Linked DNA regions of Mus musculus: all the other regions are linked to region 2. A link is a contact called in public ChIA-PET, HiChIP or PLAC-seq and promoter capture Hi-C data. All regions are on one chromosome and are shown on one strand. Each heading gives the region's core, a stretch centred on a gene start, on an enhancer-like site or on the middle of the called end of the contact. The rest is flanking DNA. Distances are from core to core; before and after follow the strand shown.

Region 1 (5,592 bases), core at 2,248-4,747, 350 kb after region 2:
TATGTACACTGTAGTTTTCTTCAGACACTCCAGAGACAGCGTCAGATCCCATTACAGATGGTTGTGAGCCACCATGTGGTTGCTGGGAATTGAACTCAGGACCTTTGGAAGAACAGTCTATGCTCTTAACCTCTGAGCCATCTCTAGCCCCCTTGTCTATACTTTTCTTAAAGTATACCATTAAAGGCCATTACCCTGCCTTCCATTAACTGTCCCATGTCACTGAGTTGAAAGTGAGAATTTTAACTCAGGTGCTCCAGATTACGGGTTTTTAAGTGCTTGTGTGTCTGAGTGTTGTATGTGATGTGAGTACACGATCCCATGAGGAGTTAGATCCTCCCAGAACAGTCAGTGGAGGTTAGGAGTGGTGTCTGGTCACTGGAATTAGAGGTGATAAAGCAGTAGTCAGTGTTAAACCACCACTCAAGCCCCAAACATATTCTTGATCTACTACATCTTGTCTTAAATTACACACTTTACACTTTAAAAACAATTATACTTGGAAGGGGGTGGATATGGTGCACACCTTTAGTGCTGGGACTCCTAAATAGATCTAGGGGCTTGAGTTCCAGGTCAGCCAGGAACACACCCCCACCCCCCAAAAGTAAATTTCACGTGGAAGTTGAAAAGTTTCCTTGCATGATAAGGTTTCACAGTGGGCTCAAGTGGTGAGGTGTACATGCTGCAGGAAGCTGATATAACTCAGCTTCTTACTGTGTTTTCCCCTATGTAGGTGAATATGACCATCTCCCAGAACAAGCCTTCTACATGGTGGGACCCATTGAAGAAGCCGTGGCAAAGGCTGATAAGCTGGCAGAAGAGCACGGGTCGTGAGGGACTCCAGCCAAAGGCAGCACTGCAACTGATCTCTCCATATCAAGCGAGAGCTCAGGTTTCCTTCCATGCAGGCCACACAAGAGCCTTGATTGAAGATGTGATGTTCTCTCTGAAGAGTATTTAAAGTTTTCAATAAAGTATATACCCCTCATTTATGTCTGTTTATGTTGCTTCTGAAACAGCTTATAATTGAGCTCACAGTGGTGGGCCACATTTAGGAAATTGTTAGAAACAGGATTATTATTAAAAAGATCAATTTATTAATGAGATTCTATGGGCCTTGTGTTTCATAATAGGCTCAGCTTTGGTTTTTGCTCCAACTATCACTAAAGTGTTTTTCCCCTGGAGAAAATAGATAAACTTATTCAAGACAGGGATTGCGTTTTTAGGAAATGCTGACTATCTGTCACAATTGAGGGTCTTGTCTAGGTACTCATTCAGAAAATTCTTAATATATTGCCAGAAATTTGAACAAGCCTAGCTGTGCATGTTTGTGCTTGAGTCTTCAGGGCAAAAAAAAAAAATGGTCTCTTAAGATCCCTTATGAAAAAGTTTTAAGGCTTCGGTGATGTTACAAAGAGTAATCTTGATACTGTTGCCACTGGGACTTTTGAAAAGCAGTACTTCCTCTTCATAAAAATGGGTACCTTAGCACACACTATGCTAGGATGTATTTTGTGCCTTACAACGTGTTTGAGCCCAGCCAGTGGCCTCTTGTGGAAGCATTTGACACTACAAGACCTGCAATCTCACCATTTTGAAATCTATTTAAGGCTATTTGCAAGGAGGTATTTCTATAGTCTAATGACTATTTACAAACCAGCTGGAGTTGGCCTGGGGAGGAGCCTACATCTATAAGTTTCACCTTGTAAGGTTGTCCACTTGGGGTAGAGCTCTGGACAGCTCAACTCCCAATTCTGAGCTCTGTGACCTAAAGGGCTCTGGGAAAGGTTCCTGGGGTGGAGTAGAGGCTTGAGCTTCCATCTGTCTATGACGTCCTTGGCTCCAGTCCCTCCTGTGTCAAGATTAGGACAGAAGGTGGCGCCCCTGAGTTGCCTGTTCTTGGTAGTTTGCTCTTGGAGCTTGGGTTGGGGGAAATGCTGTTACCGGGTGGGGACAGCTCCAGATCCTGACTCGAGTCGGCAAAAAGCTGATAAAGACCTAAGAGTACACAGGTCACCTCTTTCTGCTTTGTCACCCAAGTACAGACTTGGAAACTGATATTTTAAAGGTCATTTCCATCCCGGTGTTCGTGTTCTCTAAGGTTTGTAGAGAACCTTTCTCTCTCGCTAGCTGTAACTCTTTGTTTCCTTCATCCTTTACTGTCCCCTTCAACCACAGTCCTAAAGTATTAATATAGTTCTAACCTTCCTCCATATTTCTCCGGTCGGCCCTGTCCTCGCCTCCTCCCTCTCTCCACCCAATGAAAGCCCCGCCCTTCCCTCCTCCCTCCCACCCCAGTCTGTCATACAGGGACATCACCCTACAGCAGTTCAGGCTGTGTCGTTCGCAGGAAGCATACATTGGCTTTTTTGGGGTTTGCGAGTTCCCAGCCCATAGTTGGACAGGATCCAACAGTAGCCTTCAATTGAAGCAAGACCCAAGGACAGTGAGAATCTGGGTCCTAATCCTGAGTCCTGCCAGCCTGACATGGGTAAGTATGATAGCTGCCCCTGGGAAAGGCCTGAGGGATGCCCAGCTCCCTCTCTGGCTGACTCAGCAGGGGTGGGGCCTAACCTTTGCTCTTTTGGGGGAGTGAAGGAAGAGAAACGGACTGTGGGGGGGACACGGGGCTTAGCTGGTGAGCTGCTGAGCATTGGCAAGCTCCAGCTCTAAGGAAGAGCCTGGGGTTGTATCTTAGGTTAGGGCTTCCTTCCTCACCCTAGAACCCCCCGCTCCAATTTAAGTGCAGAGATTCAAGTAGTATTTTACTGTATTCATTACTAGTTCAGTCTTGGTCTTGTAAGAGATGCTTCCCCTCCCCCTAGTTTCTCTCGGTGTTTCTTCCTCCCCCCTTTAACCCACCACCGGGTCGGGGCTGCACTGAGCAGCTGCTTCCTGTTGCCCCAGAGGTTGCTGCAAGGGTGGTGGTGGTGGCTGGGGCCAAACCGAGCAATGAATAAAGTCGATTCTTAGCCCTGCATCAGCCTCACGACCCTGTTACGGATGGCCTCCACCATTGACAGGACAGAGAGCGTTTTGCCTCTGTGGTTTCCTGATTCCAGATTTGTACAGCTGTAGTACGGATAGGGCCGGGAGAAGCCTGTTTACCTAGCAGGGCGCTGTGCGTGACCCCGACATGCTCTCGGCCTTGAGTTCCCTCTCCTGCTCTCCTAGGCCTCCTTGAATCTTTGTGGCTCCCACTGTCTCTCCAGCCTCCTTTGTGAATAAGTCTTAGCTGGGCGCCCCGTGCCGGCAAAAAGAGCTCTTCAAGTACTCCAGTTCAGACCCACCGCTGTCCCCAACTACGCCGCAGAAGTTTCTGTCTTTTCCTGCATCTGGGATCCTTCCTGGTTCTGGCCCCTAGGAGACGCCACCCGCCGTCCCCTCCCCCAGCGGAGCCTTCGCGACAGCCGTCCCTGAGCGCTCGTCCTCACCCGGGTGGCTCCTGCCCCTTTAAGCGCCGCCCCCCCCCCCTCCGCCGCCGGCCTCGGGCTGGGGGAGGAGGCGCCGCCGCCCGGCTCGGCCACCTGCGCCGCCGCCGCCGCCCGGCCCGGCCCTGCTTCAGGTGAGGCCCGGCATCCGCCTCCAGGCCCGGGGTCCAGGGCAGGGCGTCCCCGCAGCCGCTTCCTCCCCTGGGATCCAAGCTCTGACCTTCCCTGCGCCCGCTGCCCTTGCTCTCTCCCCCGCCCTGCCTCCTCGCCCGTTCCTCCCCTGTCCTCTGCGCCCGGGATCCGGAGGCTTCTCACGCCTCTCCGCCATCCTCTCCCGGGAACCCCTCCTATTCCGGCCCTGGATCTCCCCTCCCCCGCGCCTCCCTCGCCAGAAAGCTCTCCCGCGGTCTGGGTTTCGCCTCCTCTTCTCTGGAACTAGCGCTTTCCCACGCCATCCTAACCCCGGAGGGGGGGGGAGATAACCGCCACCCCAACCCCTCTCCTGGTAGTGCGGGGGGCGGGGGGTACGACGCACGTTACGGGCGCTGTCCGCCCTGCTCCGCTCACCCTTCAAGTTCAGCTAAGTCTCACCTAAAGCTTTTCTTGCCGAGTTTGGGGTCGGACCCGAGCACCGCCCCCTGATCTCGGTGGGAAGGGCGCTCGGCCCCGCTGGAGCTGGCCCCTCCCCCTAGTCCGGGCGCCGGGGGCAGCGGCGCTGCGGGAACCTTGTGATACTCCGCTTCAGCGGCTGTTGCGGCAGAACAAGACTGGGGCTAAGTCTCTAAGGGATTGGGGGTGCTGGGTAAGGCAAAGGAAGCCCAACCTTCTCTATTTCAGGTTACTCCAGAAAACAAAACAAACAAAAACCCCGAGATGTCACTGTCTTATATGCCTATCATATGCCCAGCTGTCCGTTGGGGAATTTGGAGACTAAATCCGAGGGGCGCAGACCCACTTGGAGAAGGGGAGGGGTTACAATCTTTTTGGCATATTATGAGAGAACCTAACCTTACCAAAATACGGTGAGATTGTCTCCTCCGAACCTGAGTGCCGAAAAGGAACCAATGGGAATTGCTACAGGGCCAAGAGCTGTGGCTAAGGCAAGATCGGTTCAGTCATGGAGTGGGAGGTCTTTATAATTACCCTACCTTCAATAGGAAATACTCTTTCCATCCAGCTGAGCCCCGAGCTCCTTCTCTAGTGCCCCTGCCTCCAGAATTAGTAGAATGGGTGTCAGGGTTTGTCTTATACTACTCTGAGTCACAACTAAAGGTGCTGGGAAGGGCGCAGTGTGTGTGTCCTGTAGTGCTTAAGGTTGGATGCTTGGAGTGTCTTGAAGAGGAAAGGGAAGGTACAGCTAGGATGCATACCACCATCTCATAGCCCCAGCCATCTGGCTCCAGAGTGGCTGGCACAATGACAGCTGACCCAGAGACAGGGAGGTACAGCAGGAACTTGGAGGGTGAGAAGGCGGTGGCAGGTGTTTATCGCCACTTCACGTCTCATCATCCTCTGGCTTGTTTTGTGGGAGGTTCAGTCTGTTCCCCAGACACTCTTCTCACAGGTTGCTAATAAAATGACCGTTGGCCCCTTTCTCTTTGGAGTAGCTTCTTGAAGGGAGGCTTGTTGGCTAACCAGCCACATTGTTATGGGGATTGACAAATGTTTGGGGACACATGGGATCAAGTCCGCTTTTTTGCGTTCAGATTTGGCATGGGGGTGGGGGGCAGGTCACAAGTGTTGTATGTTAAGGCACCCGGCAAAAAGTAAAAAGCTTTGGGGCGTATTCCCTGCCCACCTTTATCCTTCAGAGAGTAGGGAAGATCGCAGCCTAGGTGGGATAAAGCGATAGGAGCCCTTCTGTACCAGATGAAAAAACGTATTATGCCCTGTTTTTCCTCTTCTAATATCTGGTGGTCTTCTATCTTACCTCTTTCTTTACTGGCTCAGGGCAGGGTTTGGGCCTAAAAGTAGCCGAGGTTACTAGGCCTGGGGCTCGGAAGGGGTGGGAACAGTGGGGCACAGGAGTAACCGGCTCTTCCGGAGCCAGCGGTGGGTGTGTGTGGGTGTGTGGTGATGAAGCGAAGGGGCGTGGTCACGGACGTCTGACTGGCGCAGGCTCCTCCTCTGCGTGCCCTGTCTCAAACTGGTTAGCCCCGGG
Region 2 (5,651 bases), core at 2,588-5,087:
AGAACAGGTTCCATGGCTGTTGTGTGACTGTCTTAGTTAGATTTTACTGCTGTGAACAGACACCATGACCAAGGCAACTCTTATAAGGACAACATTTAATTGGGGCTGGCTTAGAAGTTCAGAGGTTCAGTCCATTCTCATCAAGGTGGGAACATGGCAGTATCTAGGCAGGCATGGTGCAGGAGGAGCTGAGAGTTCTACATCTTCATCTGAAGGCTGCTAGCAGAATACTGGCTTCCAGGCAGCTAGGATGAGGGTCTTAAAGCCCACACCCACAGTGACACACCCACTCCAACAAAGGCCACACCTCCAAATAGTGCCACTCCCTAGGACGAGCATATATAAACCATCACAGTGAACCTTTGTGGGAGACAAATGACTGTTCATTCCAGATAAGTCACCAATGACAGACCAAAGAAATGACTGCGTTTCAAGTCTAGCCTGGTGAAGCAATGTGTTTAATTAGGCTTTACAGGAGCAGGAGTGAGGGGTTATTAATAAAGTCTGGGTAGCTTACAGGGGCGACATCACCGAAGAAAATAATCTCAGCAATCATTAACTACTTATTCACCCTCAGGGAGATAGAGGCTGCCCTCCATCCCAGCAGCCAATAACTTCCTGTGCTGGTTAGTTTCTTGTCAGTTTGTCACAAGCTTGAGTCACCTGCAAGAAAGGAACCTCAGTGGAGAAAATGCCTCCATGAGACCAGGTTGTGGGTAAGCCTGTGAGATATTTACTTGTTGAAGATCTATGTGGGTGGGACCAGCCCAAGGTGGGTGGTGCCCCCCCTAGGCAGGAGGTTCTGAAGTAGAAGCAAGCCAGTAAGCAGAGTTCCTCCATGGCCCCTGCTTCAGTTTCTTCCTCCAGGTTCCTGCCTTGGCTTCCGTTTATGATAGAACATAAGCTGTGAGCCAGGTAAAGTAAGTCTTTCCTCTACGAGTTGCTTTGGTCACAGTGTTTTATCACAGCAATCTATACCCTAACAAAGACACTGCCTATATATCCTGTAAAGGGGTGGGACCTCATGAGAGCCCTTCCCTCCCATAAGTCCAGTCTTAATGCAGATATAGTCAGTCACAGCTGTAGAATAATTCAAGAGGACAAATGCGTTGTCATGCTCCAAGGATGGCGATCTACAGCAGTCCCCTCTTTCCCTGACTCTTGTATATGTTCTTCCTCGCCTCTGTCATATTTTGTTAACCCTGACATTCAGGAGGAGAAAAGGTCAAGTCCATGACTGTCCAATTAAAGCAGGCTGTATTTTTGGGTGAACCTAGGACAGGCCAGCTGGCTACCAGTTGGCTAAGTCGGGATTTGAGTAAGCAGTCCCTGCCGGCCTTTGGAAGGCTCTTCTATTGGAGAGATAAGGTGTTCACAGGGCCAAGAGGATTGGTTGACACACATGGTGAGAACAGAAGGGAAAAAGGATGGGTGTCATGTGCATGGGGTTGCACGCAAGTTACACAGGCCTAAGAAACAGGAACTGACTCTTAATGGTAAACAGAAACTTTATTTTGCAAGGACTTAAAGTGGGACAAACAGGAACTTCCTTTTGACTATCTCAAGTGCACACAGAACTCTTAACCGCAAGGTACATTTTTCCTGTTTTGGTCTCAGATTCCTTGAGCCCTGGCCGGGATACTACAAACATTTCACTCTGGACCGAACACTTAGTAACTAACTACTTATTCTTTGCACTTACCAGGTCTGAGTCTGCAGGTAACCACTGCCCACTGCAGGAAGCAGCTCCCCTGACCACGGACCACCACGATGATAAAATAGAGGCGTAAACACAAACGTTTAATGGGCAGCTTCAGAAAACGGAGTGGTGGGGGTCATGGTGCTGAGCCAGAAGCAGTGTCTAGGAGACCAGGAGTTTGGGTGTAAGAAAGTCAAGGTCAAAAGGCACCAAAAGGGAACAAGAGAAAGAACCCAGCATGCAGGAATAGGTGGCACACACCCCTGGCACATCCCACCAGGCAGTATGTGCTAAGCTTGATCCTATCAGCAGCTGTGGCTGCATCAGAGAGACAGTTCATGCCTCTGTAAAGTCAAAACTAGAGACTGAACTCATCCAGTCCAGACAGGAAAATTCCCAACACAAGCACTTCAAAGACAGAATATTCTCTGATTTTCATAGCTTCATGTGCTGGGCCCTATCTGAATGCTATGCCACAGAGTGTGCCTTCCTCTAAATTAAAGGTCGGACCTGAGAGGCATCTCCTGTCACTCATCACCCTCGTTTCACTGTCCAATTCCTTTCACGTTTTAGGAACCCAGGAGTGGGTAATAACACAGAAAAAAAACTTTTGAGACAGGCTTTTATGTAGCCTAGGCTACCTTCAAACTTGCTATGTAGCTGAGGGTGACCTTGACCTTCTGATACTTTCGTGTGGATGGACAACATAGTCATTCCCTGGTATGGCTAAAAGGGAGGATTTTGTTTGTTTTAAAAGATTTACTTATTAATACATTTATTATGTATACAGCATTGTGCCTGCACTTATGCTTGCAGGCCAGAAGAGGGCACCAGATCTCATTAGCGATGGTTGTGAGCCACTATGTGGTTGCTGAAAATTGAACTTCGGACCCCTGGAAGAGCAGCCAGTGTTCTTAACCTCTGAACCAGCTCCCCAGCCCACAAAGGGAATGCTTTTATGGCAGATATGAAAGAGAGAGGACAGATAGGCTGGAATTGGCCATGAGACACAGGCCTGGGCTGGAGTTGTGCCTGGCTGGCAGGCGAGGCAGGATGGGAAGGAGCCAGCCTGGGCTGTCTAGGCTGTGTAAGGACGTAGGCAGGGGAGCTTTGGTTTTATGGCTAGTCTTGAGCAGGATCATTTGATGAGCAGATTCAGGAGAAGGGAGGAGGCCAGTGATGGAATTCTAGACAGGGGACGGACCCGTTTAGGAAGACACCTGGGTTGCCACGGTCCAGGTAACAGAGTGACTCCATCTGGCCATCTACCAGGAAGGAGGGTCCGTTTTGGGCTATCAGAAGAGCTTCCTGGGGATCTAACCTGAAATACTCCATTCGTTAATCATCTACCCCTGGTGAGAGTGTCTGGTGCTGCTTCCAGGAATTTGGCATTGTCACTGGGCTCGGACAAGGAAGTAGGCTCAGATAAGAACGTGAGAAACGGTGACTGTGGGGCTTTGTTTGCTACTATGCTTAATCATTACCGTGTGTGATCTCTTTGTTTACTACTTCTCTTGATTACTTTGTCTTTGGTCTAAGAACCATGTTTTTTGTTTTTTTTGGATGTACCTAGAATGATATAAAAGCTAAAAAAATAAAGTTGCTTCAGCCTCAGCCTCAGCACTGGCTGGAGTCATGTTATAGTTTTGTCAATTTTTTTTTCTTCTTTGCAATCCTCACTCCCTCCCTTGAGACCCGGTTGACTGACTGAGCTGGCTTGGTCAGACCCCGCCCCCCTCACCCCCATCCGCACAGTCACATACCTGCACCCGCACACAGGTTTTTAGAAGGCGCCTATATGTGTGCAAGGCAAGGTGACAAGCAGAACTCAAAAGTGGAGCTCTGGCAAAACCACAGATCCCTGCCCTCAGAAAGCTCGCGGGAGTCATAAATTAACTGAACAAGCACACAGATTTTTGCGAGGCTGTTGGGGGACAGGGTTGGTTGGACCTGCTTTTCACTCCCCAGGCGCCACAGCGAGCGGGCTGGTGTGGGCTCGTGGCTCCGCCCGGCCGTCGGGGGGCGCTGCCTCCTCCCGGACGGCGGGGGGCGCTGCGGGCCGGGCGGCGGGGGGCGCTGCCTCCTCCGGGACGGCGGGGGGCGCTGCGGGCCGGGCGGCGGGGGCGGCCCGGGCCGGCGCGGCGAGCGGCTCGGCGGATGGAGAGTCTGGCCGCGGCCGGCGGCGCCGCCTCCTCGTCGGGCCGGGCACGGCGGGCCGGGGCCTTTGTGTGAGGCGGTGGCGGCGATGGTGCTCGGACCCCGCGGAGCCGGGTAAGCGCGATCGGGTCCAGCCGGACTCCCGCTCGGCCTTTCTGTCGCCCTGGCTGGGCGCGCCCCGCCGGTGTCCCCGGCCGGCCCTGTCCTCCCTCCCGGCGACCGGGCCGCGGCTCCCGGGCCTCCGCTCGGCCGGCTCCCGCGGCGCCGGGCCTGGGTCGCACGGGGGCAGCCCGCGCTGTCTGTGGCGACCGAGGTGCGCCTTCCCGGCGGTGCTGCGCCCCAGCCCGGTGCTGTCCCTGCCCTGGCGGATCGCGGGGAGACCGCGGCACGGGCAGACCTTTGGTTGGGGCGTACTCCTTGCAAGTTGTATATCCATGGGGTGCCCGGAGCCTCCCACCGTGGATGAGTGACCGCCAGGGCCCGGGAGACGCGTGGTTGGTACCCAACAATACTCAGACGAGTGCTGGGCCCCCGGGAAAAGTTGGGAATTGTTGGTAGAACCTGGTGCGATGGAGAAAAGGGTTGTGCTGCTCAGGGCGAGTTGTGCGAAGCACACGCATGTGACTAGTTGTTTCTCCGAGGTGTGCAAGACCTGAGATGGGGGAAAAGTGATGTTAAAAACGCTTGCAGGAATCTTTCCCTTGCTTAAGGCATCCAGTTGTTACTGTATAGTTGGTAAAGACAGATACAACGTACCTAAGTAATGTTACATACCACAGTTGTGTTTGCTTTGGCTATGAGTTTAGCTTCATCCACAGAATACAGTAACGTTTGAGAAATTAGCATCCAGAAGGGGTCTGGGAAGGACCAGAGAATAGGCAAGTATCCCATGAAGGGCGAGGTGGGGATTCAAGAGTTTGAGATTTTGAGGTGGGGCTGGTGGTGGCTCTTATCTGTAATCTAGCATTTGGGAGATGGAGGTAGGAGTATCATAATGCCATCAAGATCATCCTTAGTAACAGAGCAATTTCAAAGTCAGCCTGGGCTACATAAGATCTCAAAAAGAAAAGAAAAAAAGAGCTGAGAGGTTTGTTTGTAGACTGGAAAGGACAGCTATGGCAGACAAGTAAAGGTGCAACCGTTACCTCTTCCTTAGCTGCTAATGGAGCATTGATAATAGTTCAAGTATATTCCTGGCATTTGGCATTGTGAGGAAAGAGAATAGACTTAATGATAGAAAGAAAAACTTGATTTAGGAAGAAGTTAGTAAAGAAACCCGAGCCTGTTGTTTGGATTGTACTGAGGGCTGAACATCCATTCAGTTGGAAGGCTCCTAGCTAGACACATATAGCTCACTCCCCTCTTTTAAAAACACACAGTCTGGCTTTCTACCCCAGGCTATCCTAGGACTCCTGTTATTCCCGTCCCAGACTTCCAAGTGCTACAATTATAGGTATCTACTATTGTACCTGGCCTCTTTTTGTTTTATTTTGTTTTTAAGGATTTATTTGGTTTTTGTTTTGTGTGGATGAGTATTTGCTTCTGTGAATGTAAGTGTACTCTGTGTGTGTGTGTGTGTGTTGCCTGAAGAAATCTGAAGAAGGTATGGGATCTCCTGGAACTAGAGATAAAGTCATGTGGGTGCTGGGGACGGAACCTGGGTCCTCTGCATGAACAGCAGATGATCTCAGCTGCTGAGCTGTCTCTGCAGCCCCAGCTCCGTAGACTTTCAGGACCAAGCTAACTGATTTTTTTTTTCTCATCTCTTTTTCGTTTTGTTTCAATGATCCTGTGG
Region 3 (5,649 bases), core at 379-2,878, 420 kb before region 2:
CGACATCAGGTGACGTCAGTCTCCAAACACCTCTCATGATGTTTTTATTTATTTTTGAGACAGAGTCTTACTATATAGCTCTGGCTGTCCTGGAACTAACTAGATGTTGTTTGTTTGTTTGTTTGTTTGTTTGTTTTTAAAAAAGAATTATTTATGGGCTGGCGAGATGGCTCAGCAGATAAGAGCACTGACTGCTCTTCCATAGGTCCTGAGTTCAAATCCCACAACCACATGGTGACCCACCGGTAATGAGATCTAACGCCCTCTTCTGGAGTGTCTGAAGACAGATACAGTGTACTTACATATAATAAATAAATAAATCTTTTTTAAAAAAAAGAATTATTTACTTATTTATTATGAGTACACTGTAGCTGTCTTCAGACACACCAGAAGAGGGTGTCGGATCCCATCACAGATGGTCGTGAGCCTCCATGTGGTTACTGGGGATTGAACTCAGGGTCTTTGGAAGAGCAGTCAGTGCCCTTAACCACCAAGCCATCTCTCCAGCCCTAGAACTCACTATGTAGATAATGCTGGCCTCAAACTCATAGAGATGCACCTGCCCCTGCCTCCTGAGTGCTGGGTTGAAGGCGTGAGCCACTACATCGACTTCTGTACCGTGTGTGCACGGTCTCCAATTCAGCTGCAGTTAGTAAATTTCCTGTGTTAAGGTCAGTTAAGGTCTGGCCCCCTAAGCTGCTAAGGAGCTCATCCCTTTGTCATTTCTAGTTCTTGACGGCTCCTTCCACACAGGAGACAGTCCTCAACCAGTTCTTGTTAAGCATAGAAATAAAAAAGGCTGGAGAGATGGCTTGGCAGTTAAGAGCTCTGGCTGCTCTTCCAGAGAACCCTGGTTCAATTCCCAGTACCCACATGAGGGTTCACAACCGCCTGTAACTGTTGATCCCAGGGATCCAACACCGTCTTCTGGCCTCCTTGGGCAGCAGACATTTGGATGGTGCTGAGACATACACACAGACCAAACACTCACACATACAACAAGAATTGCAAATGGACGGAGCCCCATAATAAACCCGGGGACCCCTCCAGAAGGTTGATGCATAGATCATGCGCCCTAATGTGTCCTAGACGGGGCTGAAGGAGATATGCACTCTTCTTTTTTCCTTTCCTGCTCGCTTGTTTTTTTAGTTTTTCTGGTTGTCTGTCTGCACAGGAAACACAAAGCTTCGAGTCTGAGGCAGTTTGGGTGGTCACAGGAACACTGAGGCCTGTGTGAGCTTAAAAACGGGTCATGGCATAACCTTCCCTTCATCATTGTCACCTGTACTTTTGTCTGTGTTCTGCTCTTAGCCTGGCTCCTCCTCCTCCTCCTCCTCTTCCTCCTTATGTGCAGCTCAGGGCTCCCTTCAACATCCAGGATCAGGTCTTTCTGACCCTGGAACATCAGGTAACCTCGACAAGGTATCTAAAGATCACCAAGCTAGGTTGTCTTCTCAGATTCCCTGCCTTGCTTGCTGGGTAGGCTGCTGACCACATCCTCTCTCACCTTATTTATACACTTCCTCAACAGACACATCACACAGAAGTTGGACCCCCCCCAAACCTGTGCTGATCTCTCTCCCCTCTTCCTCTCGCCCTAAGGGTCCTGCACACACACACACACACACACACACACACACACACACACACACACACACACAAAAACACACACGCTCACACACACTCTTCAAACCATGCCCTTCTGTACGGAGGCACCAGCTCCTATTTCCTTCTGGAACTTCAGCACCCCCTTTTCCTATAGGTGACAGTGCCAGCCACCATGTTCTCAGGCCGGTGGTGGCCAAGTATCTGGGGAAATCTAGGGCTGAGTCTACAAAGCCCTTCTCAGGGACCCCAGCTCTGCGCCCTCTATCCGTTCACTTACACTGGGGCAGATGGCCGGCAGGTGTCTCTGGCTGAAGGTGACAGGTTCCTACTGCTTCGAAAGACCAACTCAGACTGGTGGCTGGCGAGGCGTCTGGGCGCACCCCCCAGCTCTCGGCCCATCTTTGTTCCAGCTGCATACATGACAGAGGAATCAATCTGCTGCCACAACCCAGCAGACACTACCTACAACAGCTCCCTCTGGACTCCTGGTAAGTAAGCTTTGAGCCTCCCCCCTCTTCACCTTTCCGACTCTCTGACTCTTCCCGCTTGAGCGCTGAGAGCACTACTCTGTCTTACCTTCTGCGGACTCCTTTGATAAGCCTAGTTCTCACCCAAGCCACTGTGGCGTCCCCTTTACACTCTTAGCTCTAGGGCCCGTGTCACTTCCCGGCAGCCTTGCCCTGCATTCCTAGACAATTCCCAAGGTCATATCTGTCCTCACCTGCCACTCCTTCACATCTCTCTTTCCAGGGACAAAGCTGTATCATGGCTCCCTGGAGGAGCTCTATCTGCCTCAGGAACCCCAGGTTGCTTCTGGGCAGCCTCTTCACCATCCCCACAAGATGTGCAAAAGTGTCAGCACGGGCAATGTGAAGGCCTGCTCCCTGAAATCCTTCAAGGAAGGGCCAGGAGAAAGGTCTCACTGGTGGATGACAGAAGTTGCTGTGGTGAGTTACAGAGCTTCCTGGAGCATAACTCAGAGCTTGGTCGGCCGCCTGCACTACAGCAGGGTGGGGCGGGATCTATGTGAAGTGGTGAACTGGACACAGCCTCCCTCCCTTAAGTACTGAAGGTAGGAGAGGGGGACACAGACAACACCCCTCCCTTAAAGATCAGAGAGGAGGGGAGAGGGGGACAGATGGACACAATGAGGAGAAGAGGCTGAGGTGCTCTGAGAAGATCTCGCAGGAGCAGGAAGAGTGGCCATAAGCAACGTAGGGGATGAGAAAGGACAGTCGAGTTACAGAGGCCCTGGAGGAACAGGGTATCCAGTACAGCCAAAGGAATGTCAGCAGACTGCTTTTCTCCAGTTCTAACTCCTAGCCCAGGGCAAGGTTTGTCCTAAAGTCCTGTCTTCAAGTCAGGACACTAGCAAGTTCCTTCTAACACTGAGTGCCTTGGTCAGCCCCTCCCCCACTCTGTTGTCAGTTGTATTTTGAGCCAGGGGTCTTAGTCCGCAGTAGGCCCAACTCGCCCCGCTTCCTTTTGTAGTTCAGACCGACCTCAAACTCCAGCAGCTGTCCTGCCTCAGCCTCCCAAACGCTGGGGTTGCTGGGATTACGAGCAAGCCCAGTGTACACTCTCTCTTTCACGGGTGTATAACAAGTCTTTCTCTTCCCTAGCTCTAGCGTAGTCTCTCACTTCTTGGTGTCTTCTTTTACTCTCGATGGTGTGAGGACAGGTCACTCTCTCCTCCCCCCCCCCAAAAAAAAAGCCTGTTCCCCTTTCCTGCAGCTCTGGGGCGGGGTTGCGTGGGGGAGGAGGGAAGTTGGCAACAGGAAGTGAGGAGAAGAGCAAAGACTGTGAGGGGAAGAATTTTTTAAAAAACAGCCAGGGACTGGGGTTTCTACCCATGTACCAGGGCCCCCCCCGGGCCCGGAGCTGACCGTGAGTAAATGGGAGAGAGATCGGGAGGGACAGGGGCAGAATAAGTTTTCTCCTCTTTCCCAGCTTCTCGCTCCTGGGGCAGGCAGGATCACATCCTGTCACAGCTCCCTGTGTACTGTAATCTGGCGGGCCTTCTCCGACGTCCAGGGTCCCTGGTCCGAAGCCCTTGCATCCCCTCGCATGCATTACAGGAGGCTGAATGGCTGCGAGCAGCTCCCAACAGAATTCTAAAGAGAAAGGCACTGAGTGTCTCTTTCTTCAGCTCTCAGACCATTGAGGCATGGACCCCAAGGAATTAGAATTACCCCAAGAGTCTTATGCTGGGGAATACAAGGTTGGGGTCCTGATCCCAGCCAGAAACGGAACTTGTCTCCCAGGAAGACGGTTCACAGTGTTCTGACACCTCTTCAGACCTTCCTGTGGCAGAGACGGAGCTGGGACAAAGATGAACAAGGACCATGCCTTTACCAGGACTGCCTAATTACAATTACCTTTTTTTTTTTTTTTGAGACAGGGTCTCCCTATGTAGCTCCTAGTTCTGGCTCCCCTGAAACTCACTATGAAGACCAGGCTGGCTTTGAACTCACTGAGATCTGTCTGTCTTTGCCTCCCAAGTGCTGAGATTGAAGGTGGGCATCACCATGCCTGGCTTTGTGATTACCGCTTGACTAAACCTATTCAAACCTGAACTGCATGTTAGAACCCTAAAAGCAGAATTGGGGATCATCGGATCTATTTATAAGACTGATCTGCTCTCACTGCGGCCACATTTTGTATGTATAGGTGTTTTGCCTGCATGTATGCTCCTATTAACACCTGCATGCAGTGCTCTCAGAGGCCAGAAGAGGGTGTCAGGCCTCCTGGAACTGGATTTACAGCAAACTTCAGCCCTAATGAGGATGTTGAAAACCCAGCCAGCACCCGCCCCTCCCCATCCCGCCCCGCCCCGCCCCGCCCCTCCAGAAGGTAGCCAGTGCTCTAAACCCACATATATCTTTCTTTGTCCTTTAGCATTGTCTCTTTGATTGATTACTGGGGACAATTAACAGAGCTTAGATTTCTAGAGCTGCCAGGACACAGACTTCGGCCCTAACAATGCCAGTAGCGCCTGGACCCCACCTGGGGATGGCGCTCGTGTGCGGCCCTCCCCTCCTGTTTCCCCTCCATCTTCTGTTCTCCGTTTCTCTCTGGGGCTCTCAGAAGGTCAGAAGAAAGAGGAATTTTGTGAGAAGTGTTAAGAACAGTGGAGGTAGCATCCAGATGTTGCTTTGTCTTCCCCTAAACTCAGAAACCGGGCTCCATGGAGCAGACAGAGACTTTGACTAGGGACAGCAGTGCCCTACAGCCTCAGGAATGGCTCGATCCACAGGTGAGAACCCTCCCACTTCTCAGTCACATGTTAAAAAGTTAAATTTATATTTTTAGATTTATTTATTATATGTAAGTACCTTATAGCTGTCTTCAGACACCCCAGAAGAGGGCATCAGATCTCTTTACAGATAGGTTGTGAGCCACCATGTAGTTGCTGGGATTTGAACTCAGGACCTTTGGAAGAGCAGTCAGTGCTCTTAACCGCTGAACCATCTCTCCAGCCCCCAAAGTTAACTTTTTATGACCTTTCCCCTATTCCTTCTACGGCCTGGGACCTCTAAACCGAAGGTTCTTCTTCCTGTTTCAATCTCCCACCCTCAGGGTTTACCAAGCCTCAGCCAAAGCGTCCCATGGCTTGCTCTCTCTGAACAGCCGGGAGCCTTGAGGCCCTGTTCAGCTCTGCCACAGCTCCTGGATGACCCCCACGTGGTGAGTACTTCCTGTCTTCGAATGCCAAGATCCTTTCTGCATAACCCTGCAACACCTGCTCCTCTGAAGCATTTTCTTTCTGGGTGTTTGCGCTTCTCTGGTCTCCCCCACCCCAAACTTTAACGGTCCCCACTTCTGGTAGATTCCTTAGAAACTCTGGCGGCTGTGGGTGGCACAGGGTGGCTTACAGACGGTACTCCATACCCTTCCCAGGAAGAAAGGTCAGGCCTGCTCAACATGACCAAGATTGCTCAAGGAGGGCGCAAACTCAGGTGAGAGCTCAGAATATGCCCGGGGTCTGGGCTGGTGGATTTCACAGGGTAGAAAGCCGTAATGGTGCGGGGAGCTCAGGCA
Region 4 (5,598 bases), core at 2,293-4,792, 470 kb after region 2:
GCACTGACTGCTCTTCCAGAGGTCCTGAGTTTAATTCCCAATAACTACATGGTGGCTCACAACCATCTGTAATGGGGATCCGATGCCCTCTTCCGGTGTGTCTGAAGACAGTGACACTGTACTCACATACATGAAATAAATAAATAAATGAATCTTAAAAAAAAAAGAATTCATCCACTAATGGCGTGGGTTTGGCGAGCATAGTCATTGGAAGTGACTCATATACAATCCTCAATGGATTGCCAACAGGAACCCATCCAGTCTGGCCCCACTTCAGAACGCTATCTAAGTGATTCCAGACTGGCAAGGGTAACCCACGCGACTTCCCACTCCCCTCAGGTTTGCATTGTCGGCCATGGATATGGAGCAGAAGGACTATGATTCCCGCACAGCCCTACATGTCGCTGCAGCTGAAGGTATCTTTTTGGTTTTGGATTTTTTATTTGTTTTTCATGGCAGGGTTTCTCTGTGTGGCCCTGGCTGTCCTGGAACCTGCTCTATAGACTAGGCTTGACTCAAACCCGGCCTCCCAAATGCTGAGATTAAAGGCATGTGCCAGCACTGCCCAACCTAGCTGTAGGTATTCAGAGGGTTAAAGAGAAAGAGCAGAGTGGAGGGCCCTTTCTCTTCTACCAGATGTCCCCCTATCATTGTGCCCATAAAGGGCAATGGCTAGTTTTGTCTACAGGCCTTTCACCCGACAGGGAGACTAGACTGTAACTAGGGGCTAGCAAGAGCAAATATTGAGGACTTTTCTCCTCCCCTCTGGTACAGACTCTAGCTACCGAGGGTCTACACCAAACAGTTCAGAACCTACCTGCACGCTCTCATTTTCCTCCTACCTATATTCCTAGGGCACATTGAAGTTGTCAAATTTCTGATCGAGGCTTGCAAAGTGAATCCTTTTGTCAAGGACAGGTGAGTAATATTTAATTCTAAAGGGAAGGAGGTCAGCCTTCCGGCCATTGTGCATACACATGCAACAATGGCTCTCTCCGAGTCCTCTTTGCCTAACTGTGATCCCTGCTCCTCACAGGTGGGGCAACATTCCCCTGGACGATGCTGTGCAGTTCAACCACCTGGAGGTGGTCAAACTGCTTCAAGATTACCATGACTCCTACTTGCTCTCTGAGACTCAAGCTGAGGCGGCAGCTGAGACCCTGTCCAAAGAGAATCTAGAGAGCATGGTATGAGCACAGGCCCAGGGGCAGTCCCTGCTTCAGAAAAAGCATGAGCTGGCCACACATTTAACCCACAGCCACCAAAAATACTACGGCAAGCTGCTTCCTTGGGGATCGACACAGCCATTTGGTGACACAGGCCAGTGTTTTCTGAGAATCAAAACGCCCCATCAGTTCAGTGCACAGCACAGAGAAAAGCCTCAATGGATACCTGAGCAGAGCTAGCTACAGAGACCTCCAGATACAGCTCGAGAGTAGCCCGGGTCTTTACCCAGGTCCCCTTTTCCTCTCTGAAGAAATCATCATGCCAACAAGCAACTTCCTTGGAGAGCCTCTAGCTACATGCATATGTATCTGCCGCAGAGTAAGAGAAATGGGTGAGAGCCAAACCACGTGGCTTTAGAAGTCTGCGGAGATCTGTCCATCTTAGCCAGGACACGCTGCTACTGCTGACAGCAATTTTATAGACAGAGTATTTTGTGTTCAAATAAACTTTAATTACATGAATTATAATTTTTATTTTATATTTTGCTAAATTTAGTCGTTCTCTTTCTCCCCTAAGGACATCATCAGTTATCACCATTGTAGCACCCAGGGTCAGACAAGTCCAAACTGAATATTCCGCATACATATTCAACTGTTTCACCAGGTTTTCCTCAAACCAAAATACTGCTTTTATTAAGTACATTCTGTGGCCAAGGGAGATGGGAGTTGTGGGTCTGAACAGGCTCCAAAATGGATTGTGTAAAGTTGTCTTTTTTCTGGAGCTTTGAACTGTGGCAGATACACAGAAGGAACTTATCGAGGGTAACGTTTCTGGCACCAGAGCCATACATGTCTCCCTAGTGTCTCTTTCCCTTTGTCACATAACTGGCACAATGGTTATGGCAAACTGCCTAGGTATCAGGTATCCAGAAGACAGATGGACTCAGAGTGGAGATAGCTGCATCTGGGTTGGACTGACATCTCTAGTGCTGAGGTACAACTGAGGAAGCCAGAACCCAAGAATCTGAGGTGCATCAGAGAAAAGGCCAAGCCTGTGGCTGCCACTCCTCCAGCCAGAGGTAGAGAGCATTTACTCTAGAGAATCTGGTGAGCCCCCAAAACAAGTTACATGTGGATAAGGGACGGGCCGAGAGGCAGGACCGCAGGACTGAACAGTCTAAGGTGTGTGGGCACAAGTAGAAGGACCCAAAGAACTGGCCTGAGGAGGCGAATCCCCTGATGACCTAGGAAACTGGCGACTTTGGCTGTATACCTAGCTCTTACAGAGTAGGGCCCAGGGGAAGATGGCTACAATATTGCACAAAGGATCCCAACAGAATTGTGAGAGCTACCAGTTGCTTGAAACAAAGTAAAATCGCTTTAGACACTAAGGACAGAAAGCTGACCATGAGCACGATTCAGGGTCTTGGCCACATTAGAGGCCCTTGGGCACTTCGAGTCCTGAGTGGGTTAGCAGCTCTCCATCCCAAAGAGCAAAAGCAGGTGCCACTGGGCCCCGGAAATCTGTCTGTAGTGTGTGGATCACAGAGATCCGACTCACATCCACCAGGCTCAGCTTCTTTGCCTCATAGTCCAGCAGCAGCCCCACCTTCTCTGGTTGCCCAATACCCTTAATTGGAGCTTTTTCGTTGGCCAACATGCTGTGCCACTTGCGCTGGGCATAGGAGAACACCCAGGAACGATCATCAGCACCAACGCAGCTGTCCCGGGACATGTCCACGTCTGCCACTCCTATCCGGAACTGCTGGGAGCGCTTCACTGTTACCTCCCAGTAGTGTCTGCCACTGGTGACTGTGGTGTCTCCGAGCACCACTGCCCACTCCCGGAAGCGCTCCAAATTCAGGGCCACCTTGGTGGGTTCCAGTCCCACCAAGCCATATTTGACACCCGTGTCGCCTCTGAAGAGTGCCAGGCTGCTGTGGGCCGTTTTTTCTTCCAGTTTGAAACTGATGCCTGAGGGCAGAGCAAAAAAGAACTCGTAAACCTAGGGCTGTGTTTGATCTGAAAGCTGTCCAGGCGATGACGGGAAATCGAGAAAAGTCAATGTCAAATGTTAACATGGAAAGAGCAGAGGTGCCGCTTTAGTAAGACAGCCCTGGGAGCTGCAAATCACTGACTGGGGAAGCCAGAAGCCGGTGCCCCAGGTTTGGAATCTTGCTAGATCAAGGCAGAGGGGAGAGAGGAGAAATGAGGAGTGGAGTTCTCTGATCGCGCTCTGGGAATGACACGTTAACTACTTTGGAGTGACAGTAAAAAAGAAATATGCCTACCTCTCCGGGATTCCACAGCAGGGACCCCCCATCGCTTGGTGCCCCAGCGGTACAACTTCCAACAGCGTGCAAAGGGCAGCGCCATCTTGTGCCACAGATGCACGGGGCACGCCCCCAGGGGACACCGACCAATGACTGGTCCGCGCCCGGAGCACGTGGTGCGAGACGCGAGTGTCGTGAGAAATCGGTATCTCGGTGATTTCTAGTCTGGCGAGCTAGATCAATACGTGAAGAGACGTACTGATTATATCTCAACTAAGTAGGATACCCCTCTCACACACACACACACCCAGAGAGCCTGTGTAAACAGAGTCTCTGATTTGTTTGGTTTTGAAACAGGGTCTCCTGTAGCCTGGATTGGCCTGGAATTCATTATGTAGTCATGGCTGGCCTCAATTTCATAAAAATCTACCTGCCTCTGCCACCCAAGTGCTGAGACTAAATTAATGCATGCGATACCAAGTCTGGCAAGATAAAAGAAGTATTTTTTTAAAGTAGTTTAATCCGGGGGGGGCGGGGGGAGTGACACACAGCCCTCAGGAGGCAGAGGCAGGCAGTTTTCTATGAGTTCGAGGCCAGTCTGGTCTACATACCAAGTTCCAGGACAGGCAGAGCACCACACATTATTTAAAAAAAAAAAAAAAAAAAAAGCGTAAATCCGTTTCCCAGAGCCTCAGCATTCTCTTTGGACAGAATGTGTCTACATTCAAGCTTACTGTTCTGTCTTCTGAGACAGAGTTACTATGTAACCTTTGCAGGCCTCAAACTCTAGATCCTGCTGCCTCAATTTCCCAAGTGCCAGGTTGTGCTCAGTTTTTTTTTGTTGTTTTTTTTTTGTTGTTTTTGTTTTGTTTTTTTCGAGACAGGGTTTCTCTGTATATCAGTTTTTTATTATTATAGTTTGAGACAGGGTCTCAAGGATCGGCCTGCCTCAGCCCGCGGAGTGCTGGGATTAACAACATGACTTGTGCTCATTATTATTATTATTGTTATTATTATTATTATTATTATTATTATTATTATTATTATTATTATTATTATTATTTTCGAGACAGGGTTTCTCTGTGAAGTCCTGGCTGTCCTGGAACTCACTCTGTAGACCGGGCTGGCCTCGAACTCAGAAATCTGCCTGCCTCTGCCTCCCGAGTGCTGGGATAAAAGGTGTGCGCCACCAACGCCCGGCTACCTCATTATTTTTTAATGTATAAATGAGCTTGAAAGTGTGTGTGGGGTGGTGCAGTGACTCATTCTCTCCACTAGGGTTCAGTCAGGCCCAGCCTTTTCAGCCCCGTAACTGTAGAGATGCAGGTTAACTTTTTTTTTCCCCTTCTAATTACAAAACTACTTTTAATACTTTGAGGTATGTCGCATACCTCAAAACTGGGAAGAGTAACCTCACTTTCCAGGAGTGGCCCAGGGTAAGAGAGGAAGGAAACACGAGAGGGACCTGCTGCAGACTTGCAAATGCCGAAGGGAAGGAACTGTATAGCACGGTGGGAAGGCTCTGGCGCATAGGCGAAGACCAAGAGGGTTGGTCACGAAGCCGTTCTCGTTTGCCTTTTTCTGTTTCTGCTGCACGACCTCCGAGTCTCTCCGCCTGCGGGCGGCAGAGGAAACCAATCGTTATCCCGGCGCTTCCCCTTAACCGAGTCGCTCTCCTTGCTCTGGGAGAGCTCGCACTCAGGTACCGCGGTCCTGAAGCAGCTCCCACCTGCCTCGTTTGCATCCCATCTTCCTCTTCTATTGACTTTTAAACGTCGGAGCAAAAATGTTGAGGGAATTTCCTCTAGAGAGGTTGTGCCTGTTCTGCTAATGCTTCGGGTGTGGATAATGAAGAGGGAATGGTTTCAGAACTGGGTCTCTGAAGCACCTATAGACTTGCGCCTTCTTATTCCCTGCCCTCATCATGACCACTGAGCTGTATTCCTGGCCCTTTTTAAGATATGGTTGTTTGCTTGTTTTAATTTGTAGACGAGGTCTCACGAAGTTGACATTGGAACTCATACACACTGTAGCGTAGGGCAGCATTTGAACTGTGGACCTTTCTGGCGGAGCCTCCTGAGTCTGGATTATAGGTATGTATCGCCAGTGGAAATACCTGCATTATTTTATACTCATTCAGAGAGTAGCTTCACCTGTCA
Region 5 (5,593 bases), core at 2,340-4,839, 320 kb after region 2:
CAAATCTAGCTCACCACTCACCGGCCATCAGTTTTTTTTATCCAATATTGAGAGTAATTAGTGCCTCTCTCTCTCTCTCTTTTTTTTTTTTTGGTTTTTCAAGACAGGATTTCTCTGTAGCCCTGGCTGTCCTGGAACTCACTTTGTAGACCAGGCTGGCCTCGAACTCAGAAATTCGCCTGCCTCTGCCTCCCAAGTGCTGGGATTAAAGGCGTGCACCACCACCGCCCGGCGATTTTTGAGTTTTGAGACCAGCCTGGTCTACACAATGAGTTCCAGGACAGCCAGGGCTACATAGAGAACTACTGTTCAAAAAACCAAAAAAAAAAAAAAAAACCAACAACAACAAAAACTAGAATACAACTCAGATGATAGAGTGTTTGCTTGTCATGTACAATTCAATACCTAATACTAAAAATACAATGTATTCCAAGCTGGGGGTGTTTTGCCCAGTTGTAGAATGTTTCGCTAGCATGCACAGGAGCCTTGAAACCAAGGCTGTGCATTTTAGTTCGGCAGAAGGAAGCATTACTAGCTCCTGAGTTCATTTTCCTCCACAAAGGAAGAAGTCTAGATTCAGTGTCAACTGCTTGACATGGGTAATGGAGAATTTAAAAAGAGCACTGACCTCTCAAATGTCAATTGAAGAATGAATATTTTTTATCAATACAAGCCAACCATACCCTCACTGGATATTTGTATTCTAATAGTAGGAAAGTATTTTGTTTTACATAATTAAGCCTGTATAATAAAAACTTTTGTGTTATAGTAAATGACACTGCAGTCTTATTACATGCAACAGTCTCAAAGTAATTCCAAAGTGTTGTTGATATCTTGTGTCGTGAAGGCACTGGCACTGCAAAGTGTACCATGCTGTGGGCATGGGCAAACTCCTCCCAGAAGCAAACTCCTCCTCTCATCACACATTTTTTTTTTTTTTTTTTGGTTTTTTTCGAGACAGGGTTTCTCTGTATAGCCCTGGCTGTCCTGGAGCTCACTTTGTAGACCAGGCTGGCCTCGAACTCAGAAATCCGCCTGCCTCTGCCTCCCGAGTGCTGGGATTAAAGGCGTGCGCCACCACGCCGGGCTCTCATCACACATTTTATTCTGCACTCATTTCCTTTCACTGTTGCCAACATTTTCAAAACCCTTCTTCCAAGGGTTGCCTTGGGTCCTAGAGAATAACCCTAAGACAAGCAGGTCAAAATGGGGATGGGTAAAGGACACAGGAGGCACTGGGCTCAGTCCCTAGCATTACAACAAAGCAAAAAGGTAGGTTGAACTATTTTCTTATGAACTGAAGGCCTTCCATCCTATTTTCATTATTTTACTTGTACTGGTGTTTTGCGTATGTATGTATTATGAATGTATTATGTATGTATGTATGTATGTATGTATGTGCCTTTGCACCACGTTACAGTGAGTCACCATGTGGAAGCTGACAATTGAGCCTGAGTTTCCTGGAAGAGCAGTAAGTGCTGTCAACTTCTACATCATCATTTTTTTTTTTTTTTTTTGAGACAGTATCAATCACTGCATAGCCCTGGATGGCCTGATTTTAACTGTGCTAGGGTTAAGGGCATATGTCATACCTGGCCTTGTTTAAGTTTTGTGTGGGGGTGTTTTGCCTGTGTGTAGTATCTATGCCCAATGCACATGCCTGGTGCCATTGGAGGCCAGAGGTCAGATATCCTGGGACTAATGGAACTGAACCCAGGTCTTATAGAAGAGCAGCCAGTGCTCTAAATTCTGAGCTATTTCTTCATCCCTGATAAAAGTTTCTTAACAAGGCCTGTTCTGTTTCTTCCAGTTAACATGTCCCTCTTTTTTTGTGCTTCTAACACTTTTCAATTTTCCATTATAACAGTGGGTCTTTTTTCTTTTGGGGATGTGTTAGTAGTTGCTGGTGTCATGGTCTAAGCCCAGGGCTTACCCATGCTAAGCAAGTACTCTACCACTGAGCTACATCCTAACCTTTATTGAAATTGAAAATGTTTCTTTTTGGGGGGTGGGGTTGTCTGTTTTGTTTTTGTCTGATTTGGGGGGGGGGTTTGTTTTGTTTTTTGATTTTTGAGACAGGGTTTCTCTGTGTAGCCCTGGCTGCCCTGGAACTCACTTGGTAGACCAGGCTGGTCTCGAACTCAGAATCTGCCTGCCTCTGCCTCCGGAGTGTTGGGATTTAAGGTGTGCACCACCACCGCCCGGCAAGTCTGATTTTTTGAGGCATGTGTCTTTATATATACAAGGCTGGACAAACTCAGAGATCAACCTGCTTCTACCTGCCAACCCACTGTTGGGATTACAGACATGGGCCATGAACCCTAGCTCTTTTCGAATTTTGAGGGAACTGGAGTTAATGGTTCAGCAGTCAGAACACTGGGTGCTCTTAAAGACATAGGTTCTATTCCCAGAACCTACATGGTTCACATGATCTAGTTTCAAAGGATCTCAGGCCCTATTTTTGACCTCTGTGTGGGAATCAGGCACACACACGGTACACATACATAATTGTTGACAGAATACTTACATCACCTCGGGAAAAAATGGAAATTTGAAACAGGGAAGTTGCCCACACTACCAAGTTGTCCCAGCTCCTTCAGCTGAGATTACAAGCCTGTGACACTACACCAGACTAATTTTCATTTCCCTGACAGGTGGTAAAGTTCTTAACATCAGGCAATTGGATCTGGACTATACAGCCAACATCACCAATTAGTCTGCACTGACATCAATATCAAAAGAAAAAAGCCTGTAATACCAGCACATAAGAGACTGAAGCAGGATTACTCTAAAAACCTGATGTCCTAATAGTGGCTCATTGGTCTACCTCTGCCCTAATCCGTCAGTTTTTGATAAGCAGAGATTGTTCTTGGCTACTAACCCCATTTAACCCAGGGCATTGTATACAAAACCAGTCAAAGGATTTTCAAATAGATCCTTAACCACCTCATCTGAACTCACGCAAGGAGACAGCGAATTAATCTAGAAACTTCCCTCCTCGCCTCCCCCAGGGCGCCAATGTCTCCAAGCAGGGGGGAGAGGCGCGCCCCTAAAGGCAAAGAGGCAAAAGCAGCTCCTCCGCTAAAGGAGCCCAGGCGGGATCCGGACAATCAGAAAAACAGCGAGTGGTCCAGGCTTTAAGGACGAAGCCGTTTTTCCACGGATGCAACCGGCGTTGCCGGGCGTGGTGGCTTTGGCACAGGACTGCAATCCCGGACTCGGGCGACTGAACTCGAGGCCAACCTGGGTTTGCGGCAGGCACCCCTGTCTAAGACAAAACAATCCCCACACATCGCCTTGGGGTCTGCTGTATACGCCGCAGCGTCCCACCGCCTTCCAGGGCGGCCCCTACGTCTCTCGGGGAGATCGCCCGCGAGCGTGCTCAGGCGGTTGGCGGCCAACGGCTTGCTAACGCGAGACCGGAGCCCGGGAAGACAGGCGCGAACGGGGCAGCCGGAGGGTCGAGGGGAGGGGCGGGCGCGGGAAGGATCGCGAAGGAGCCGGGAGGCCCCGCCCCTTCCGTAGAGATCTCTAGAAAACCGCGCAGAGCCTGGAAACGGCGATTGCGCACGCGCGGCGGCCGGCCCGGGCATTTTGCTGCGTCACCAGCCGCCGCCCGGCCTCGCCACCCCTCGCGCGCACGCACGCTCCTTCTCCGTCCTCGCGCCCCTTTTCCTACACTTTCCTTCTCTCCCGGGTTGAGGGAGCCGCTCTCCGCGCGGTGCATTCTGGGCATCGAGGCCGAGCCCGCCGCCGCCGTCGCCTAAGAGGAGCGAGGAGAGGCCGCGACCGGGCAGAGACCGCCGGAGTCGCCGCCGGAGAGGAGTCGACTCGCCAGCCGCCGCCAGCGAGGCCCGCCCACCCGTTTGTCTGGCCCTCTGCCCCGTTCACCATGTGAGTGCGACATCCCGCCGACGGAAGGTCGTCCCGGAGCGGAGCGAGGCCGCGCCGGGAGCCCCGGCTGCCGGGAAACGGCCCCTCGCCCTCCCCCCACCCTCGGCCCTTCGCCTTTCTCCCCGCCCGCGCTGGTGGCAGCCCTGCCGTGGGGTGGGAGGGCCTGCATCCTTGTTCCTGTTACCGTTGGAGGACATTTTTCCTCCAGATGTCCGTTTCCCCACCTCCAGATCGACCCCCGGATTCCTCGTGCCAGAAATCCCACTTTTCTTCCCTAGACAGCCTGGCTCTCTCGGAACTCTGGGAACTTAGCCTTAGGCCCTAAACTCGTGTGTGAGCTTTCCGCCATGAGGGCGCCGGGAGCCGTGGAGTCCTGCCGCTCGGTGCTGATGCCCGGACCCGGCAGGACCGGGCTGAGAGCATTTGTGGGTGCCGCCGTAAGCCGGTGCTACCGGTAGGGCACCACGCGGCCCTCGGCGGCAGGCACTGCTAGGCAACTAGAGGGGGCCATGCCGTCACCACAACGAAACTTCCCGTTCCCACATCTCGGGTCTCTTGAAAATGGTGAACGCTAGCAAATGCGGTCACCTCCTTGGCAGCGAGTAATAGTTACTATGGAGCAGGTAGTTCTGCACGTGTCTAGTCACAAGATACTTGTGGACTCTTTTCTTCTCTGTACCTCAATAAACTTTGGGTGGCATTTCGTCATGCTCTTTGTATGCGGAGGTGAAACAGGTATAAAATGACCATCTCACTTGCCTGAAGGTCTTAATTTGTTTATATGGAGGTTACAGATTCTTTTAATCTAAGAATTTTTGCCCTTATTTTTCTAGCCTGGACAACTTTCAAATATGAGAGAATTGAATTACAGTACTTGAGGGTGGTGTGGGTGGCTGCTATGCACAGCACTAAAAGTTACGGATTGTAGTTGAAAAAAAAAGTTTAACGATTGTACAAGTTTAAGTTTTAACTGCTTGCTTGAATGGCTAAAAATCTAAATTGATAGACGATGTCCTAGAGCCAATTAGTGGCTGAGAAACAGGTCCTAGAAGAAGACCATGTAGTACTAGAAAATGTGTAAAGAAATTTGGAGGAGTCCCCCATAAAAACAAAGATATGTAGCAGGTTTTACATTTTAGTGTTTCATTATAGTAATTTTATTCATGTGTGTGCCCTCCCCCCACCCCCTCGTGTTCCTGGAGGTAAGAGGACAGTCTGTGGGGAAACAATTTAAGTTGTCAGGTAGAGAAACGGAGAGCCTTCACTTGCTTAGCCATCTCACCAGCATGGATTTAAATTTTACCTTTGAGATGTTAAGAAAAAGCTCTTGTGTGTGACTGACCTGTATTCTGATGTCATGTTGGCTTCTTAGGACAAGTTTATGTAAAAACTTTTTGATATTTTCCAAACTGTACGGGGAAAATGAATTGCTAGGTAAAACATAATCAATTTAGTAGATAAACATAGCCAAACGAAACATCTTTTCATCCAGAAGTAGCAATTTAGGAGGTAGAGAGACTGCGCAGTGATTAACAGCACTGGCTACCCTTGCTGAGAACCCAAGTTCTATTACCAGAACCAACTGCCTGCTGAGAGCAGAGGTGTTAGTTCTGAATCTGGAGTTAGAGGCAGTTGTGAGCCACCCTGCTTGGGTGCTCTTGTAGAAGCAAGAGCAGTGTGGTGTGGATGTTTTGTCTGT

What was found. Promoter capture Hi-C pulls out the DNA fragments that hold promoters and counts their contacts. ChIA-PET counts read pairs in DNA pulled down with a chosen protein or histone mark. HiChIP or PLAC-seq counts read pairs in DNA pulled down with a chosen protein or histone mark. Capture Hi-C pulls out chosen DNA fragments and counts their contacts.
Region 1: a promoter capture Hi-C map of stem cell-derived epiblast-like cells shows a contact between it and region 2, with 2.6 times the contacts expected there. The contact joins the promoter of Baz2a here to the promoter of Zbtb39 in region 2. A contact is called at or near these places in 17 of 39 promoter capture datasets (the 3T3-L1 cell line, 3T3-L1-derived adipocytes, the C10 cell line and 12 more), 3 of 484 Hi-C or Micro-C datasets (CD4 T cells and embryonic stem cells), 9 of 115 datasets of contacts at active chromatin or transcription factors (the SCID.adh cell line, embryonic stem cells, extraembryonic endoderm stem cells and 4 more) and 3 of 9 other capture datasets (adipose tissue, liver and pancreatic islet).
Region 3: a contact with region 2 is called in an RNA polymerase II ChIA-PET map of memory CD8 T cells, with 19 read pairs. The contact joins the promoter of Arhgap9 here to the promoter of Zbtb39 in region 2. A contact is called at or near these places in 2 of 39 promoter capture datasets (embryonic stem cells and liver), 1 of 15 datasets of contacts at CTCF or cohesin (embryonic stem cells), 1 of 484 Hi-C or Micro-C datasets (nephron progenitors) and 1 of 115 datasets of contacts at active chromatin or transcription factors (memory CD8 T cells).
Region 4: a promoter capture Hi-C map of liver shows a contact between it and region 2. The contact joins the promoter of Spryd4 here to the promoter of Zbtb39 in region 2. A contact is called at or near these places in 2 of 39 promoter capture datasets (cranial neural crest and frontonasal cranial neural crest), 1 of 484 Hi-C or Micro-C datasets (CD4 T cells), 4 of 115 datasets of contacts at active chromatin or transcription factors (the NIH/3T3 cell line, memory CD8 T cells, microglia and 1 more) and 1 of 9 other capture datasets (liver).
Region 5: a contact with region 2 is called in an H3K27ac HiChIP or PLAC-seq map of extraembryonic endoderm stem cells. The contact joins the promoter of Ptges3 here to the promoter of Zbtb39 in region 2. A contact is called at or near these places in 22 of 39 promoter capture datasets (the 3T3-L1 cell line, 3T3-L1-derived adipocytes, the C10 cell line and 15 more), 1 of 15 datasets of contacts at CTCF or cohesin (the NIH/3T3 cell line), 1 of 484 Hi-C or Micro-C datasets (the C2C12 cell line), 9 of 115 datasets of contacts at active chromatin or transcription factors (T-cell acute lymphoblastic leukemia, astrocytes, bone marrow-derived macrophages and 6 more) and 1 of 9 other capture datasets (liver).

Annotation. Positions count from the first base shown.
Region 1 is chr10:128,089,286-128,094,877 of GRCm38.p6, forward strand. It overlaps Baz2a (bromodomain adjacent to zinc finger domain, 2A), which reads left to right and starts at 3,498. Exons shown (of 30, transcript NM_054078.2): 1 at 3,498-3,565. Atp5b (ATP synthase, H+ transporting mitochondrial F1 complex, beta subunit) reads left to right here. Exons shown (of 10, transcript NM_016774.3): 10 at 734-1,103. The coding sequence ends at 834.
Region 2 is chr10:127,735,693-127,741,343 of GRCm38.p6, forward strand. Zbtb39 (zinc finger and BTB domain containing 39) reads left to right here and starts at 3,838. Exons shown (of 2, transcript NM_198035.2): 1 at 3,838-3,970.
Region 3 is chr10:127,320,336-127,325,984 of GRCm38.p6, forward strand. It overlaps Arhgap9 (Rho GTPase activating protein 9), which reads left to right and starts at 1,629. Exons shown (of 16, transcript NM_001285785.2): 1 at 1,629-2,096; 2 at 2,359-2,555; 3 at 4,784-4,864; 4 at 5,188-5,295; 5 at 5,509-5,567. The coding sequence starts at 1,781.
Region 4 is chr10:128,208,252-128,213,849 of GRCm38.p6, forward strand. Spryd4 (SPRY domain containing 4) reads right to left here and starts at 3,543. Exons shown (of 2, transcript NM_025716.2): 1 at 3,458-3,543; 2 at 1,657-3,140. The coding sequence starts at 3,542. The coding sequence ends at 2,602. It overlaps Gls2 (glutaminase 2 (liver, mitochondrial)), which reads left to right. Exons shown (of 18, transcript NM_001033264.3): 16 at 340-416; 17 at 855-918; 18 at 1,037-1,753. The coding sequence ends at 1,193.
Region 5 is chr10:128,055,393-128,060,985 of GRCm38.p6, forward strand. Ptges3 (prostaglandin E synthase 3) reads left to right here and starts at 3,590. Exons shown (of 8, transcript NM_019766.4): 1 at 3,590-3,894. The coding sequence starts at 3,893.